2 separate regions of the Gossypium hirsutum genome follow, and region 1 is linked to region 2. The links are chromatin contacts, called in public Hi-C maps. All regions are on one chromosome and are shown on one strand. Each heading gives the region's core, a stretch centred on a gene start, on an enhancer-like site or on the middle of the called end of the contact. The rest is flanking DNA. Distances are from core to core; before and after follow the strand shown.

Region 1 (3,966 bases), core at 887-3,386, 130 kb after region 2:
TTTCTCAACTCTTTCACTTCTCAAGCTAATATCTTGACCGATTCTTCTTCATACGAAAAAATCAAATCGAACTTTAATTACCTCAACCGATATAACATAAGATGGACCAAACCAATATCGTTAAAGCATAGATATATGGAATAAATCGTGAATCTTTTGCAATTTCGGCATAAGAGCTAGATGATATGCAACTAGTTCAATTCTTTTGATGATCTCATATGGTCCGATATACCTAGGACTCAATTTCTCTTGCGGCCAAAGCACTAGATCTTTTTCCATAGAGGAACCTTCAGGAATGCCTTATCACCTAAAGAATACTCGACATATTGTCGTTTCATATTTGTATATGACTTCTACCTATGGGAAGCCACTTTCATTCTGTCTCGGATCAAATTTAATATCTCTTTTACCTCCTGAATTAGTTTTGACTCAATTAACTTCTTTTCACTCAATTCCGACTAGCATAGGGCGCTTTACACTGCCAGCCATATAATGCTTCATATGGAGCCATTTTAATACTTGACTGGAAAATGTTCTTATACACAAATTCAACTAACGGTAAATAACATTCCCAACTAGATTCGAGATCAACAACATAGGCTTGTAACATATCTTTTAGCACCTAAATAACTCATTCTGGTTGGCTATCAGGCTAAGGATGGAAAGTTGTGTTGAAATTCAATCTCGTACCTAAAGATTCATGCAACTGCTTCTAGAATCTCGAGGCAAAGCGAGGGTCTCGATCAGAAATTATAGACAGAGGCACATTGTGAATTCTAACTATCTCGAGAATATATACTTCAGCTAGCTTCTAGAGTGGCCAATTAATCCTCACCACAAGAAAATGCGCTGACTTCATCAGTTGATGAACTATCACCCAAATGACATTTCTTTTGCTCAGTGATATCAATAGACCAACTACGAAATCCATTGTAATCTATTCCCATTTTCATTCTTGGATAGAGATAGGTTGAAACAACCTAGTGGAAACTTGGTACTCGACCTTTACCCTCTGGCAGGTCAAACATTTTGTGGTATATTCAATAATCTCTATTTTAATTCTAGGCCACCAATATGATTTTTGCACGTTACTATAAATTTTCGCACCACTAGGATGCATAACAAAGGAACAATCATGAGCCTCGCACAGAATCAATTCTTTCATTTCTATATCATTAGGAAAACAAATTCGATTGCGAAATCGAAGGAAATCATCCTTACCAATGCTAAAATTTTCAATATCACCTAGCTAAACAAGCTTAAATTTCTTCACCAATTTAGCATCGGTGAGTTGCGCCTCATTAATCTGATCAAGCAAAATGGGCTTAACTTTCAACATAGCTATCAAGCTAGCATCTTCAAAAATACTGAACTAAGCAAACATTACTCACAATTCAAATGTTGTTTTTCTACTCAAAGCATAAACTACAACATTTGCTTTCCTAGGAAGGTAATTGATCATACAATCATAATCTTTCAGAAGCTTAATCCAACGAAATTGTCTTAGATTCAAATCCTTTTGGCATATAAGGTATTTGAGACTTTTTTAAATCTATATAGATATGACATTTATTACCATAAAATAATGCCTCCAGATCTTTAAAACAAACACTATAGTAGCCTGTAACGCCCCGATTTTTGGGCTTGGAAGTATTAGGCCTTGAGTCTGGGTTCGGGTAGAAGACGGCCCGAATAATTTGGATGTTTTAATTATTATTATTATTATTTAGTATGTTTAGTCTAGTAATTAAATAAATTACGATGGATTTATTGTGTGGGAAAAGGCTTGGGTTCGATTTAAGACTCTAGAAAAATTTTAATTTTATGCTACCTTAGGGAATCTAGGCAGTAGGCCTTATTAATAATTTGGGCTGCGCTTTAGCGCAAAGGAGCACTTGGCCCAGTGGCTAAGCACGCTAGGAAGGCATGGGAGGTGCCTGGGTTCAAGGTATGGTGTGCGCAAATGGTTGTTTTTTTTACAACCAAGAATTTCCGCAAAGAGGCCTTATAAATATTTCGAGGGGAAAGGTGACACAAAAGAGGCATGTGGTCAAGTGGCAAGGAGGCGTTGAGAGTGTGCATGTGGTTAGGAGTTCGAGTATGGTAAGTAGCATATGTTGTTTTTAAACGAATCGGGACTGCAGCAAATAAGTCTTAAGATTAATTGTGAGCAGATTATATCATAAGAAGAGCTTCAGTGCAGTGGCAGTAGCGTGCTAGGCCTGTCGAGAGGTTATGGGTTCGATTCCAGGGAAAGGCAAATTATGTTTTATTTTTAAACAGGCCAGAACTGAAGCAGGTAAGGTTTATAAAAATTTATGAGAAGATGGTGAGATGAAAGGAACCTCGGTGCAGTGGCAAGAAGCGTAGGTGTGGGGTTAGAAGGTCGCGAGTTCGAGATGTATAGCTGGCGAAATTTCATTTTTATTTCGCAAGTAACTAAGGCTTCAGCAGGTAAAGGTTAATATTAATTGTGACCCTGTATTAGTAAAGAAAGAAGTGTGGTGCAGTGGCCAGCAGCTCAGGTGAAAGGACATGGGCGGACGAGGTCTGGAGTTCGAGCCTCATCTCGCGCGGTAAGGCAGGGTTTTTGCTGCACGCATGGGGAAGGAGTTGAGGTCTGAAATTCGAACTTCGAATTTGGCCAAAAATCAAGGAGCAAATTAGGGAATTGGAATTTAAAAAGAATTACTGCCGAAAGGCACTTTTCGGCCATAGCTATATTTTGGCCTTTAGGATTCATTTTTTTCCTTCTATTTTCTATTCTTTTCTTTCCTTCTCTCATCTCTTCTCCTCTTCTCTTTTCTTTCTCCTCTTGCTGATTCTCATCCTATCTTTTTGCCGAACCTAAATCCTTCATATTCTTCTTCTTCTTTTCTCTCATAAATCTTCAACAAAACTGGTTAGCCGAATTTCCATTGAAGCCAAACCTCGTATCTTTTCTTCCAAAACCAAAATCTTACTACTTTGAGGTACTGCAAAGGCCGAACCCTTGGTTGAGTATTTTCCCTTCTTGTGCGGTGGTTGGATCTACAATCGATTGGGAGTAGTGTCATAATGATATAGGTAAACGCTCGAATCTTTCTTTCGTTATTCATGAATTAAGGTAAAAGCCGAAAAACCCCTATATGCAAAGGGTGCCTATTGATTGTACTCAAAGGGTTTAGTGGTGATATCTGATTTGTTTTCCTATAGTGTGGATTAAAGGCTACTAATCGAGGGCTTGGATATTTGGAACGACCAGAGTTAGATCTAGTCCATTTTTTCGGCAAAGGTAAGAACACTAGTGCCTAAAGTGTTAATGGTCGATTTTTAGTAAGGAGTTTTGCAGATAAGTTGCTATAGATTCATAGTTAACATATTAGTGATTGACTATAGGCAACTCGTATATGGAACTCATCAGCATATCATCGCAAATAGGTGTGTAAACGACACCCACTCATAGACTAGATCGGCAAAAGCCGAAAAGCCGAAAAGCCGGCATTTGTGAACTTGCGAGCGTGCGAGCGCTTGTGAGGTGGTTTGGTTGTTAATTTTGGTAATCGCAAGCAGTATGATTGCGAAGTGCGCAATTTTGTACACTTCGGTATATTTGGGCTTAATGGGCCGAAAATGGGGTAGTGGGCCAACGGGCCCAATTCAGTAAAAACGTTCGGTAAGTATTTCTGTTAATGTGTTAATGGTTATAATATGTGTGTAAACCTTAAAATAGTGAATTTTACTAAAATACCCCCTAAGTATGAAAATTACCATTTTACCCCTAGGTGCAAAAAGACGTTATACCCCTAGGGTTAATTTTGATCGAAATGCATGATATTCGGATTCTATTTGTTATATGCCATGACATGTATATCTGTTGCATGGGGTTGGGTTTTGTTATGGAGGAAGAACCCATTCTGGTGGCTGTGCCACATATTCCGATATAAGCAGCTTTGCTGCGGATTATAGTTAGTGCCGCAACCGGTG
Region 2 (3,821 bases), core at 738-3,237:
TTCATATATTGTTTTCGCTGCTGTTACAGGCCCGTATACGTTCTTCATTACCCCACTAAATTCATTCATCCATGTTGGCTCGAACCGGTGAATTTTCATATCCAAAACTCCGTTAGAATGCAAATTATTGGGTAAACAAGGATCTTCATCATTTCCATGCCGGAAATAGTCCTTTTTTCGTTTATTACAGACAGGTGATAAATCCATCCCGTTACCATTGCTATGTTCTATTGGCTGAGTTGATAGGTTTAAACCAGTACCGTTAAGCAGTTTTCTAGTGTGGGCATTTAAACTACTCTTTAAAGTAGCAAGGGGGCGCTCAAGCTCGAATTCTGTGCTCGTAAGGTTTCTCCAAGCTGCAAAATCACTTGCTTCAGGAGGAATAGAGAAGTTTATATCCCTGCCGGTAAGTTCTCTCCACCTCCTCTTCTCTTCATCATCGAGATTCGAGAGGTTTGGTGATGGCACAACTTCAATCCCATGTAAACATTGAGGATTAGAAAGACCCCTGTAGTGTTTCCTCTGCATTCTATGAGATCTAACAAAACCCTTACCAACACTAAACGGAAACGGGCGCTCCCCTTGCCGGGAGTGACCATTCATGTAACTCCTCAACTGCATCTTACCAAGTGCATTTTCGGGCCTTTCCTTGAAAACCCACATATACATGTTCTCCATATCATGCTGAACCAAGAATGCATCTAGCTCCAAGTCCGACTTGTCATACCCAGACAAACCGTTGCTGTCCCTGATTACCTTAGACTTTGACTTCCCACTCAAAACAGGCTTGAAGTAGAAAGTAAAGAAAAACCAAGCACCCCATACACTATCAAGACGCTTGATACACTTCTTAGCCACTTTCGGGACACTGACGACCGCCTCGTAAATCTGGGGAGCAAGGCTAACATCTAAGATTTCACATGAATCATTCCAAGCCAAAGGTGGGGGGCTCGGTTCGGATGATAACGGGAGATTGATATCAGGTGGCCGAGACAACAGCATAGATCGGTTCATCTCTCTCTCCAATTCATCTGGTAGAAAAGAACCGGAATCCATAGACAAAAGTGTAGATGGGTGATCAGTTTCCATTGACAAAGTAGTGAGAATAGCTTCCCCCATTCTTTTTCTCTTGCTCTTTTAACTATTTCCTCTTTTTTTTTTTCTTTCACTTTTATATATAATTTGAAACACCCCTACCAATCAACAAAAGCTCTCTATTGACATCTTCACAAATCAAATGGAAAATTCCAGCCAAATCGTATATTCATACACCAATCAATCCACAAAACCACTGGTAAACCTCATAAAAATCTTCATGATTCAATTCCAAGCAATACAGTATCCACTAAGTTTCATCAATCAACCAAATTCAAACTACAGCCAAACATGAACAAGGGCAGTAACATTGATAACACCAAAAAAACCCAACCTGAAAAAAAAAAACAAAAACGAACACCCAATTTAATATCAAATTCTCTATATCAACATGGAATCAAAATAACAAAAAAGACGCTTCCTTTATGACAGACAAATCGCATATCAAGGCCGAGTCAAGCTAATGTTTTTATATCTAAGATCTAAAATACCCTAAAAAATAAAGATTCAAAATTCTCACTTTCTATCGATTTTCTTAGCCATCAAACAAACAGAATATAAACTCAAAAAGAACAAAAAAAAAAAAGAAGAAGCAAATCCATGATTCTATAAGAACCAGAATCCAATAAAATCCCAAGAGTAGAGAGAGCCGCAAAAAAAGGAGCAGATGTGAAAGGAAATCAAATCAATCACAGACAAAAAAAAAAGAAGCTAACCCTAGAATAATAAAAGAAAAAGCAAAAGAAAATTGAATTTTATAGCTATTACCTAAAATAGAGGATTTGAATCCAGAGAAAATTGAGAGCTTGAAAAATGATGCCCTTTGAGAGAGTGAGAGAGAGAGAGGGAGAGAGAGAGAACGGAATCTGTTGAAAGAGACGGAGTTGAATAAAGGAAGGGAAGAGACATCGGCGCCGTTAGGTAACGGAGACGGTGACGGCAAATTTTTTTTTTTTGGGACTGAGAAGCGAAAAACAAGGGTCAAACGAGGCGTCCCTCAATGATAAAGTGACAATTGCTGAGGAGCACGTGTCAGTAAAAGAGTTAGAAATATGCGCTTTATATTTTTCAAACTTTAAAAACCATTCATTTATTTAATCAATTACTTTTAAAAGATTAGTAGCTAAGCATGGGTTTTTTTTTATCAAAATAAAATTATTTTGAAAATAGGGAGATTAAATAAGGATATGATTTTTACAGTGAAAGCTTAAAAAAATAATTATCAAATATTTGTTAAATATTGAAATAAATAAATAATGTGGGTGTCGCACAAACAAAACCACACATCTTTGCAAACCTTTCAATTAGAGGGAAGCAACTATTGTATTTTGGGATATTTCTTATTTAGGTCCCTTGATTTAAATTATTATTTTAATTCCAACTTTAATTTGCGTTTTTATTTAGTCCTTATTTTTAATATGTTTGAGTTTATTTTGCATATTATATGATTTTTTAAATTATTAATACCTTGATATGTATATATTGAATATTCAGTTTGTAGTATAATAATTTTAGTTGTGTCTATTTATATGTCTCTTATTTGCTTGATACTTATTTTTTAGGTGGTATCATTTCACAAGTATGCCATACTGTTTTTTTACTATAGAAATCATATTATCTCGTATTTAATCTCTAAATTATGTCATTTTCAAAATTATTTTATTTTTTTATATTATTTTGATAAAAATCCTTTAAAATTTGTCGATAAATAAAAAAATTACAAATGATTAGGCAATAATTTTCTAAAAATAAAATAGTAATTATGTATTTATACAATATAGATTGAATTGATATGTTGAAGGAAGATAAATTATTATTTGATATATTAATTATCGTGGCTTTTTTATTATATAAGCAAAATTAAATAATTACTATGTTGTTCATTTATATATTTTTAAAGTATTAATTAAGAGTATTTTGAGTATCATATATGAAATTATTTGATTTGAATAAAGAGTTATTTATATAATATATATAAAAAAGGAAGACAAAGAAAGGAATATTTATTTAGAAATAACCCCAGAACTTGGTGATTAAAATATAATACCAAGTTTATTTTGGAATTGGAATGATGTACTAATGTTGGAGCAATGTGCTAATGCACTTATTCTAATACTGGTGATTCCAATACAATGTTATGTTTGTGGTGATTTTAATACGATACTAAGTTTGTTTTAAATGTTAGGCTAGAATTGTACCGAGCTTGTTTTATAACTGTGCTAATGCACTTATTCTCATAGTGGTGATTTTTCTTTTGGTGGAAAAGAACAATTACTTATCTAGTTTACATAGAATTACAGAATTATACTAGAAAGGAAAAAAACACCTTTTGCCTTGTCTATTTCAACAAGTGCTAGGATCGCCTTTGGAGGGAAATCAAAACAGTTGTAAGTCTTGTTTTTTTTGTTCAAAGCCAATTTAATTAAATAATCCGCAACCTAATTATATTCTATATAGTGGTGATTTCAATATAGTATTAAGTCTATTTTAAATGTTAAGTTAGAATTGTACAAAATTTATTTTAAACTAGAACAATGTGTTAATGTTGACATATATAATGTGCAGGATATATCTCGATAATAGCATATCTTCATCATTTTTCGTCTCTTGAGTGATTTTTGATATTATATAATTCAAAGGTGTAATAAGAATTGTCCTATTTAAGAAAAAAATATATTGTATTTTATCTTGGAAATGAGAAAATAACTATTCTTAATAAAGTTTGG

The links. A called contact is a pair of places that touch in the nucleus more often than the background predicts.
Region 1: a Hi-C map of hypocotyl shows a contact between it and region 2, with 1.6 times the contacts expected there. The contact joins two enhancer-like sites. A contact is called at or near these places in 2 of 34 Hi-C or Micro-C datasets (hypocotyl and petal).

The regions. Positions count from the first base shown.
Region 1 is chrA05:41,276,400-41,280,365 of Gossypium_hirsutum_v2.1, forward strand. No RefSeq gene overlaps it. Among protein-coding and RNA genes, the nearest start is that of LOC121230067, 17 kb to the right of the region's middle. Within about 2 kb of position 2,137, at least 3 of the 9 cell types and tissues checked have an H3K27ac peak or open chromatin away from gene starts, as enhancers often do. A contact at or near this core is called in hypocotyl, where this site is marked.
Region 2 is chrA05:41,151,219-41,155,039 of Gossypium_hirsutum_v2.1, forward strand. It overlaps the pseudogene LOC107960310. Among protein-coding and RNA genes, the nearest start is that of LOC107960311, 9.5 kb to the left of the region's middle. Within about 2 kb of position 1,988, at least 8 of the 9 cell types and tissues checked have an H3K27ac peak or open chromatin away from gene starts, as enhancers often do. A contact at or near this core is called in hypocotyl, where this site is marked.